Regions from separate parts of the Mus musculus genome. Here all the other regions are linked to region 1. Evidence: chromatin contacts called from public HiChIP or PLAC-seq data. All regions are on one chromosome and are shown on one strand. The core of a region is the stretch at or near the end of the contact, and the rest is flanking DNA. Distances in the headings are between cores, read along the strand shown.

Region 1 (2,700 bases), core at 63-2,562:
CCGAGGGCATACCTCTTTGATCTCTGAGCTCCATGCTTATTGCTCTACTGTAGTCCCCATAGCCTCTCCAACTGTCCCTGAGACTAACAGCTTATATTCCTAGGTTCTGCACGTATCTCCCTCCTGTCCTCACATATCACCTCCTCATTTCTTCCTTGCTGTCTGGTGACAGTATCTGACTGTATGAGTTTTGCCAACTGTCTAGTTTGTACCCTCCAGGAAGATGGCAGGGTACAGGCTTGCTGGCAGAACCTGGCCTGGGCCAGCCTCATAGCAGACTCTGAACCTAGCTCCTTGAAGGAAGGGTTTGTTGATATTCCCCGAGGCTGGGTTCCATGTCTGGGCACAGGACCATTCAGCTCCCTCCTATCTCCAGGTCTTTGGCTGGTCAGCATTTCAAACGATATTGTTTCATATTAAATTATTTCAAATTCCACGGACCCTGGTTTCACAATCAAATAATTTGATCTTGTTTATAAATGGAATTTTTATGTTTTTGACAGCTTCTAGCTTTGCTAGGCTGGATGGTCAGTGGAAGTTTGTCCTCCTATGCCCTCCAGTCCATCTCTGTTACCTTCCCTGGAATATCTCGGAGTCCGGGAACTGTCCCGGAGTTGGGAGGCCAGCGAGGAGGGTGAGTGTCCTTAGGCGTCCTGTGAGGAGGTGACTTTACTAGCTAGGGATCCAGTGCCCAGGGCCTTCTTGGCTTTCCTGGCCTTTTCCATCTTCTGGCTACAAGCATGAGAAACCCCACAAATAAAGGAATTAGAAATGAAGCTTGGTACCCATCGCCCCCATGGCTTATCCTTTGGCTACAGAAGCTAAAGCGCATGTCCCTAAGCCCTGTCCCAGGTGCTTATACACTCTCTCCAGGAGTTTTCCTTTCTTCTGTCATCCCTGATCACCTTAAATGTCACCAGGGACACCCAAAGCCTTGTGGGATGAAGACCTAGATGTGAAAGACGTGACCTGTGGAGGCCTGGGTTTCGTGTGTGGACCTAGGAACTGGTGGCTGTGGGTGCTGATGTAAAGACTCCAGAACACACTGGTGGCTAAGCTGTCTATGCAGCAGGTCGAGGGGCCAGGCTGAGGAAGGCTGAGTACAGACACTGGGCTGAGGAAGAACGTTTGTTGTCGAGAAGACCATACTTGGCAGAAGTTGCCAGATCCCACCTGAAACAGATAAGAATATTAAACTAGTGTAAATATTTTAACCAATGAACTGAATCTCAGGCTCTCCCTAAGAAGTCCCCTTGCCACCTGGGAGGCTGTGCTCTCTGGACGGCCAATAAAATGGTGCATTTGTACAAGGTGCTGGCTGACTCATGCACTGGGCGAGCTGGAGCCCAGGGAGAACAGGGAGGTTGCCTTGTGCCTGAGTCTCAGAAAGGTCAATCGCTAGCTGCCTGAATGAGTCACCCCCCAAGTTTTCACAACTTGGAATCCCAAGTCCCTGGTGCAAATAATTAGGAAGTGGGGGGCCTTTAGGAGGGGGTGAGCTCATGATGGTGGAGTCCCTTGGGTGGATTAGCGCCTTTATAGAAACAAAATGTCTCTGTCTTCCTTTATCTGACAGGATCTCATGTGGCCCAGGCTGGTCTCAAACTCACTATGGAGTTAAGGACAATCTTGACCATCGGACCCTTCTTCCTCTGTCTGCAGAGAGCTGGCACTCTGCAGAATGAATCCAGGGCTTGGTGTAGGCCTGGCCAGCAGTCTATCAACAGAGCGGTATCCCCAGTACGTTCTCTCTTTCTCTGCCCCTCCCTCTCCCTCCGTGTCTTGTCTGGACAGAGAGGTCAGCCAACATGTGGCAAACCAAGTTAGTCTTTTACCAGAACCAAACAGACAGGCCCCTGGATCTTAGACTTTCAGGCTTAGACATTAAGCCTTCGGTTCAGTCTCAGACACAAGGGAAAGTCTAGATGCCCTAGTGCAAAGCCGTTAGGTAGAACGGATCCCCTAGTACTGGGAGGTGGGTCTACCTTTTGCTCTCTCCAGCCTGGCAACTGATTGGTTGAGGCCCACCTATATATCTGGGAGGGAAAACTGTTCTCTGGAGCCAATCCATTCCCATTCTAAAGTCATGCTCAGATGCCCGAACAGAACTGGCCCCCAGTAACACGCGCTCTTTATCTGGCTTCCTGGCCCTGCAGACAGAAGCAGACTTGATCGTCAGAAGACATTCTAGGAGCCTCTTGTCTTTTTCCTTCCTTGCTCTTCTTTGATATATCCCAACTACAGTCCCCCCTCCTCTTCCTCCTCCTCCTTCCTCCTCCTCTCTCCCCCACACTGATCTTCCACTCTACCTCCCCTTAGAAAAGGGCAGGCCTCCCAGAAGTATCAACTAAATGTGGCACCACACGCTTCATTAAGACCAGGCACAAACCATAACACCAAGGCTGGGTGAGGCGGTCCAGCAGGCAGAAAAGGGTCCCATGGATAGACAAGAGTCAGCCACTCCAACTGTTAGGATTCCCATAAGCTCAACACCAAGCTACTCATCCATATCACATGGACAGAGGACCTAGGCAGAATCCCACAGGCAAGGAGTCTCTTTTTAAAATATTCTCTGAGTCCCACTGGGGTGATAAGAGGCATCCTGGTCTTCTGGCTGAAAGCATGGATGACCTGGATCAGCTCCATCAGCATCCCTGCTCAGAGGGTGTCTGGATGTTTCCACAAGGCAGATTGGAACTG
Region 2 (2,700 bases), core at 16-2,515, 140 kb after region 1:
GAAACAGCACTCCACAGCCCTTACTCCCTATTCTGCAGCTTTCTTCCCTCCCCTTCTCCCAGGCCTCTCCTTGCATCTTAGAAGAGGTCGTATAAATATATAAATGTCTATTTAGGACTGAGCATTCAGCTACCACAGATCTTGGTTGTAGAGGTCCTGTATCGTGTTGAGGAGATTTCCTCTAACTTTAATTTGTGAGAGCTGTTTTAAGAACTGAGTTGGTGTGTCTTGCCTGAGGCATCTCCTGCATGTATGGGTATGGCCCTCTGCTTTCCCCTTTATTCCCTCAATATGTCTAATTGCATTATTTGGTTCTCAAATGTAAATCCACCCTTCCATTTGTTAAAAACCCCACTTGGCCATGGCATAAGATTCTTTCTATATTTTATTGGGCTCAATACGCTCACATTTCCTGGAACATACTTGTAGCTACATTCATGAGGAATCTACCTCATTGTTTCTCTAATGCCAGCCTGATGATTGGTTTTAATGCTCAAGTTGGCACAATGCACAATCACCTGATAAGACAGTATATCAATCAGAGCTTGTCTAGGTCAGGTGGGCCATGTCTTGGGAGGAGAGGGGGTGCTGTCTTGATTATGTTTATTGATGTGGACTCAGCCCACTGTGGGCATACCATTCCCTAGGCTTGGGTTCTAAACTGCATGTAAAAGTGGAGAAAATGAACTGGTCAATAGTGTGGATTCGTTCAGTCTCTCTTTGCTTTTGTGGTGTGACTAGTTCCTGTCTTGATTCTCTGCTTTTATAGACTGCAACCTGGGATTGCAGGCTGAGATAGACCATTTCTCTCCCCCAGGATCTTTTGGTTGGTTATTTATCACATCAGCACAAACAAAACTAGGACAGCGCCTGGCTCCAGCCTCCGACCTAAAGACTGGAACTATACTCCCTCTTCAGGTTTCTAGAAAAACTTGCAAAAAAAAAAAAAAAAAACGGCTTTTGTTTCTTTCTCAAAGGATGGATGGCATTGTCCAGTTAAGTAGGTGGACTTGGGATGGCCTCAGCGAGGTGATTTTTAAGTACAAATTCAATTTCAATAGACATGAAGTTGCGCTGCTCTTACCATCTGTCCCTTATTCAGTTAAAAGGTTTATTTTTATTTTGTGTGCATGTTTCTCCACCTGTGTGCATTACATGCAAAGGCCAGAAGAGGGCGTCAGATCCCCTGGAACTGAGTTACAGCTGTGAGCCACCCTGTAGGAATTGAACCTGGATTCTCTACGAGAACAGCTCTTGACTGCTGAGTCACCCCCACCAGACTTCAGTCTGTTTACTCTTGCATGCATGAGGTGGTTTGTATCTGTCATTGTCCCCATTTCATCTGGGTCATAAAGTCGCTCCCGAGTTTGGTGGTGTGTTTTTTCTCTTCATTTCCTGAGCACGCTGCCAAGGGCGTTCCACGTTGATTCATCTTTTTAACACCTCTCCTCTGTTTTCATTGACCTTTTCCACCATGCCTCCCTGTCACTGATTTATTAGTATCTCTCCTAGTTCCGCTTTTTTGATGAGGTTAATATTGATCCCCCCCCCCTTCTCTTTTTTTCTAAACAGGGAGTGTCTGAGAAACTTTCTGGTTTTTTTTTTTTTTTTTTTTTTTTTTTTTGAGTAATTGTGCAGTTCCGGCTCCCTTACACACTTTTGATGTGCTACTTTATTTCCACTTATTGAAAACTCCATTCTAATACTGGATCCCCCCCCCTTTGGCTCATAAGTTACTTAGAAAGTTGTTACTCAGTTTCCAAATATTAGAGGAATTTTCAGATATCTATCAGGTATTTTTTTCCTTTATTTCTTTCTATTTTCATTAAAAAAAAAAACCACCTCACAGCATCTATTGTCACCTGATAATGTCACTAAAGTAGTAAGAACAAATGTAGCAGCAGACTGTGCTCCCAGTAGAAGACACCCTGAAAAACCCTGAACTGCCTTCTCAGTGCCCCCCATGCTTGAGCATTTCTAGTTGGAAACACTAGAGCAGAGTAGTGTTATTGCCTGTTAGCACGATCTAACCCAGTTGTTTTCTTGACTTTGTTTTGGAACGATTCTCTTCTGCATCATCTACCGTGAGGTTCAAGTACTCATCCAAGCCATCAATACAATCCTCTATCCTCATCTTCACGAGCCCAGTCATCCACACCTGAATTCGAGATCTATTTAACAAGTATCAGAAGATGAGGTGGACGGGCTGCACCCTTTGGCCCTGGCCACATATACCATGGTAGAAGTCACAAAGATCATGTGAATAGGAACTTTCGTTTTGTTTTGAGATGGGAATCTCACTGTGTAGCCTTGGCTGGCTTGGAACGCTGGAACTCACAGTTGACCTCAAACTCAAAGAGATCTATTTAGTCCTGCCTCCTGAGTTCTGGGATCAAAGGTATGTGCCAACACGCCTGGCATCAAGTTCATTTTTAAATTTAGTGTCACAGTGTTTGAAACAAATCCTTTGTGTGATTTGAATCCTGATAAATTGTATATGATTTATTTACCATAGAATAAACCTTTCATTCATAGTATTGATATGACATTGTAAACAGAAGAAATCAGGCTGGTTAGTTTTAACTATCAACTTGACACAATCCAGAATCATGGAAAGGGGGGTTTCAATAAGAAATCATGTAGAGCCGGGCAGTGGTGGCACATACCTTTAATCCCAGCACTTGGGAGGCAGAGGCAGGT
Region 3 (2,700 bases), core at 195-2,694, 160 kb after region 1:
ACCTCCTGCAGCTCCAGGAAGTCACAGAAGAACCTTATAAAGAGGAAGGGGTAGTGTGGCCTTTGACCCAAACATCTTCCACTCCTTTGTAACAATAATAGTTTAAGCAGCAGCTCCCTGGAAAGGGTGTGTGTGTGTGTGTGTGTGTGTGTGTGTGTGTGTGTGTGTGTGTGTGTGTGTAGGCCCTTGATTTGAATGTGTATGTGTGTGTGTAGGTATGTAACTCAGTATACATATTCTAGCAATATATGTATACATGCATGTATGCATGTCTGTGTAAATGTATACACCATATGGAAAGATATTGGTCTCCATCTCCAATGGTTTATGGTGTGAAATTTGGAGAATTCAGAATGTAAGGGTTTTTTTTGTTTTTGTTTTTTGTTTTTTTGTTTGTTTTACTTTGACAGAGCATGTCAGGTTGGACAAGGTACTATGACATGCCAAGAGTGCCTGCACTGGTGAACTGCATCTCCAGTGGGGTGCACTGAACCTGTGATCAGCTTCTAGGGGTAATGTCAGATACGCTCTACATACGGGATTATCATTCCAACACCACAATAACAGCTGCTAATGTGACCTCTGATGTGGTCTCTTGCCGGGTGAATTGACCTCTGAAGCCAGTGCCCCCATCCCCTCTGTGGTTTGATCGCCGTGATCATTAGCTTTTCCCCACTGTGACAGGGTGTCTGTCGGAACAACTTGAGTAAGGACGTATTGCTTTGCATGGCAGCCTCAGAGGGATCAGTCCATCATGGAGGAAACAGCATGTCAGACCTGGCTTTTCCCTCTTTTATCTCTGGGTCCCCACAGTCAGGGTGGGTATCTCTCCTCAATCCTCAGGAAAAGCTGTCACAGCCATGGCCATACCCACGCCTCTGTCACCCAGGTCTTTCTAGGTTCCTGGCAGTCAAAGCCCCACCCCACCCCCCGCATCTCATCAAGTTCAGCAATGCACTGCCAAACCCAAAGGTGACACATTCCTGGAGTATGCCACACGTTCCTGGAATAGGTGACACACTCCTCAGACAGCTCTGAGTGTAGGGACATTTTCTCTTCCCTTATCCCTCCTCCTAGAATAGAAGACTCTCCACCATCCTCACTTGAGTCCTAAAAGCCAATAGACAGTGGAGAAAGAGATACAGAGCAAAGGCAGAGAGCTCTGGCCACAGCCTTAGTGTCTTGAGTCCTGTCCTGTCTGCAGAGAGAATGGAGTGACTTTCCAGTCTCACTGAGAAGGTGATTGCCTGGCTTGCAGTAGGACTCTGCAGTGGCCCTGTGCCACCCTGGGAATGGCACTGTGCGTCAGCACTGCAGACAGGCACATGAGTTAGGTGTTTCTCAGCTAGTTCCCTAACAAACTCTCCGAGTCCACAGCCAGCCTTAGTGACACGCTGCCTTAGCCACCCAGTATAAGATGACCAGGACTGTGGCCTTTGTCTTGTGGCAAGGAAGCTTTGGACAGGAAACCACATGTAGGGTTTAGTGGCAGACCATGAGTGCCCTGAGTCACTGTGTGCCAAGGGCTGTTTGATACTTGAGGGCAGGGTAAGATGGGATAGCTCCACCTGTCCTCCCTCCCTCCCTCCCTCCCTCCCTCCCTCCCTCCCTCCCTCCCTCCCTCCCTCCCTCCCTCTGTCCCTGTATTCTCATTCTCTCTCTCTCTCTTTCCCCCATTTTCTCTTTCTTTCTTCCCTAGCAAGAGTTTAATCTTGTGTCCTGTCCTCCTATCTCATCAGATCTTTACAGACTACAGGCCTGAAATGAGATGTGGATAAGCTCCGTTTATAGGACAGGCAGATAGGGTACAGAGTGACATCACTCTGCCCGTGGACATAAGCTATTTTCTTCCAGAAGAGTTCTGCCTTCCTTTCATCTCTGTTTTGAAATAGAAGGTCCTCGCAGAACGTTCATGGGTTTGTGTGGCTTCCTGAATGCCCATTGACCCTTTACCCAGCCCTCGTTGAGACTGACACTCTGCAGGCTTCCTGTGCTCCCCCTTGCCCCCCAACTTCCCGCCAAGGTAAGCCACAAGCTCCTCTTCAACGCAGACCTGGTGTGCACGAGCTTCCCACCCGTGGAATTTCACCACGGGCCCACGCTCCTGTCTTGCCTCTCCTGTTCTAACACCCACACGTGGGAGGTCTTCCCACATTCCTGCATGCTGATTTACAATTGTTCTCACTGCGACGATGCTGCAGTCTGCTGTGTGCTGGGAATGTGGCTGAGCGGGTCTACTGAACATGAGCAGTTAACGGTTCCAAGCTTGGGTCCTTCCTGTGATCCCGTGAATGTTCTGGCCTGTGAGTCCTGTGGGGTGTCTGTGAGCAACCGTGCCAGAGAGCATCTTGGGGGGGGGGAACACAAACACCAGAGATTATTCAGCTTCAGATGAGCCAGCTCGAGGTACCACGGGCTCCCACCTAAACTCTAGGCTGAGGCCAGCATCTTGGCCAATGTCTGAGATTTTACCCTATATATAAAAATTGTGTTTTAATTTTCTTCTTATCAAGAAATAAGGTCATTTGTTTTTGTAAAATTTACTATTATTGTTGTTATTATTAGTCTGTGTGTGTGTGTGTGTGTGTGTGTGTATGTGTGTGTGTGTGTGTGTGTGTGTGTGTGTGTGCACTAATTGCACCTGTATCACGGTGAGAGTATGGATGTCTGAAGACAACTTTGGGGAATCTGTTCTTGCCT

The links. HiChIP or PLAC-seq counts read pairs in DNA pulled down with a chosen protein or histone mark.
Region 2: a FOXA1 HiChIP or PLAC-seq map of pancreatic cancer cells shows a contact between it and region 1. The contact joins two enhancer-like sites. A contact is called at or near these places in 1 of 15 datasets of contacts at CTCF or cohesin (the NIH/3T3 cell line), 10 of 484 Hi-C or Micro-C datasets (the AML12 cell line, embryonic fibroblasts, embryonic stem cells and 4 more) and 5 of 115 datasets of contacts at active chromatin or transcription factors (the NIH/3T3 cell line, embryonic stem cells, fibro-adipogenic progenitors and 2 more).
Region 3: a contact with region 1 is called in a FOXA1 HiChIP or PLAC-seq map of pancreatic cancer cells. The contact joins two enhancer-like sites. A contact is called at or near these places in 2 of 484 Hi-C or Micro-C datasets (B cells and nephron progenitors) and 6 of 115 datasets of contacts at active chromatin or transcription factors (the NIH/3T3 cell line, differentiating embryonic stem cells, embryonic stem cells and 3 more).

The regions. Positions count from the first base shown.
Region 1 is chr12:110,199,758-110,202,457 of GRCm38.p6, reverse strand. No RefSeq gene overlaps it. Among named protein-coding and RNA genes, the nearest start is that of Gm40575, 3.8 kb to the left of the region's middle. Within about 2 kb of position 1,312, at least 12 of the 459 cell types and tissues checked have an H3K27ac peak or open chromatin away from gene starts, as enhancers often do. A contact at or near this core is called in pancreatic cancer cells, where this site is marked.
Region 2 is chr12:110,061,781-110,064,480 of GRCm38.p6, reverse strand. All of the region lies in intron 2 of Gm34719 (a long non-coding RNA gene), which reads left to right. Among named protein-coding and RNA genes, the nearest start is that of Gm34719, 25 kb to the left of the region's middle. Within about 2 kb of position 1,265, at least 14 of the 459 cell types and tissues checked have an H3K27ac peak or open chromatin away from gene starts, as enhancers often do. A contact at or near this core is called in pancreatic cancer cells, where this site is marked.
Region 3 is chr12:110,040,280-110,042,979 of GRCm38.p6, reverse strand. No RefSeq gene overlaps it. Among named protein-coding and RNA genes, the nearest start is that of Gm40574, 17 kb to the right of the region's middle. Within about 2 kb of position 1,444, at least 37 of the 459 cell types and tissues checked have an H3K27ac peak or open chromatin away from gene starts, as enhancers often do. A contact at or near this core is called in pancreatic cancer cells, where this site is marked.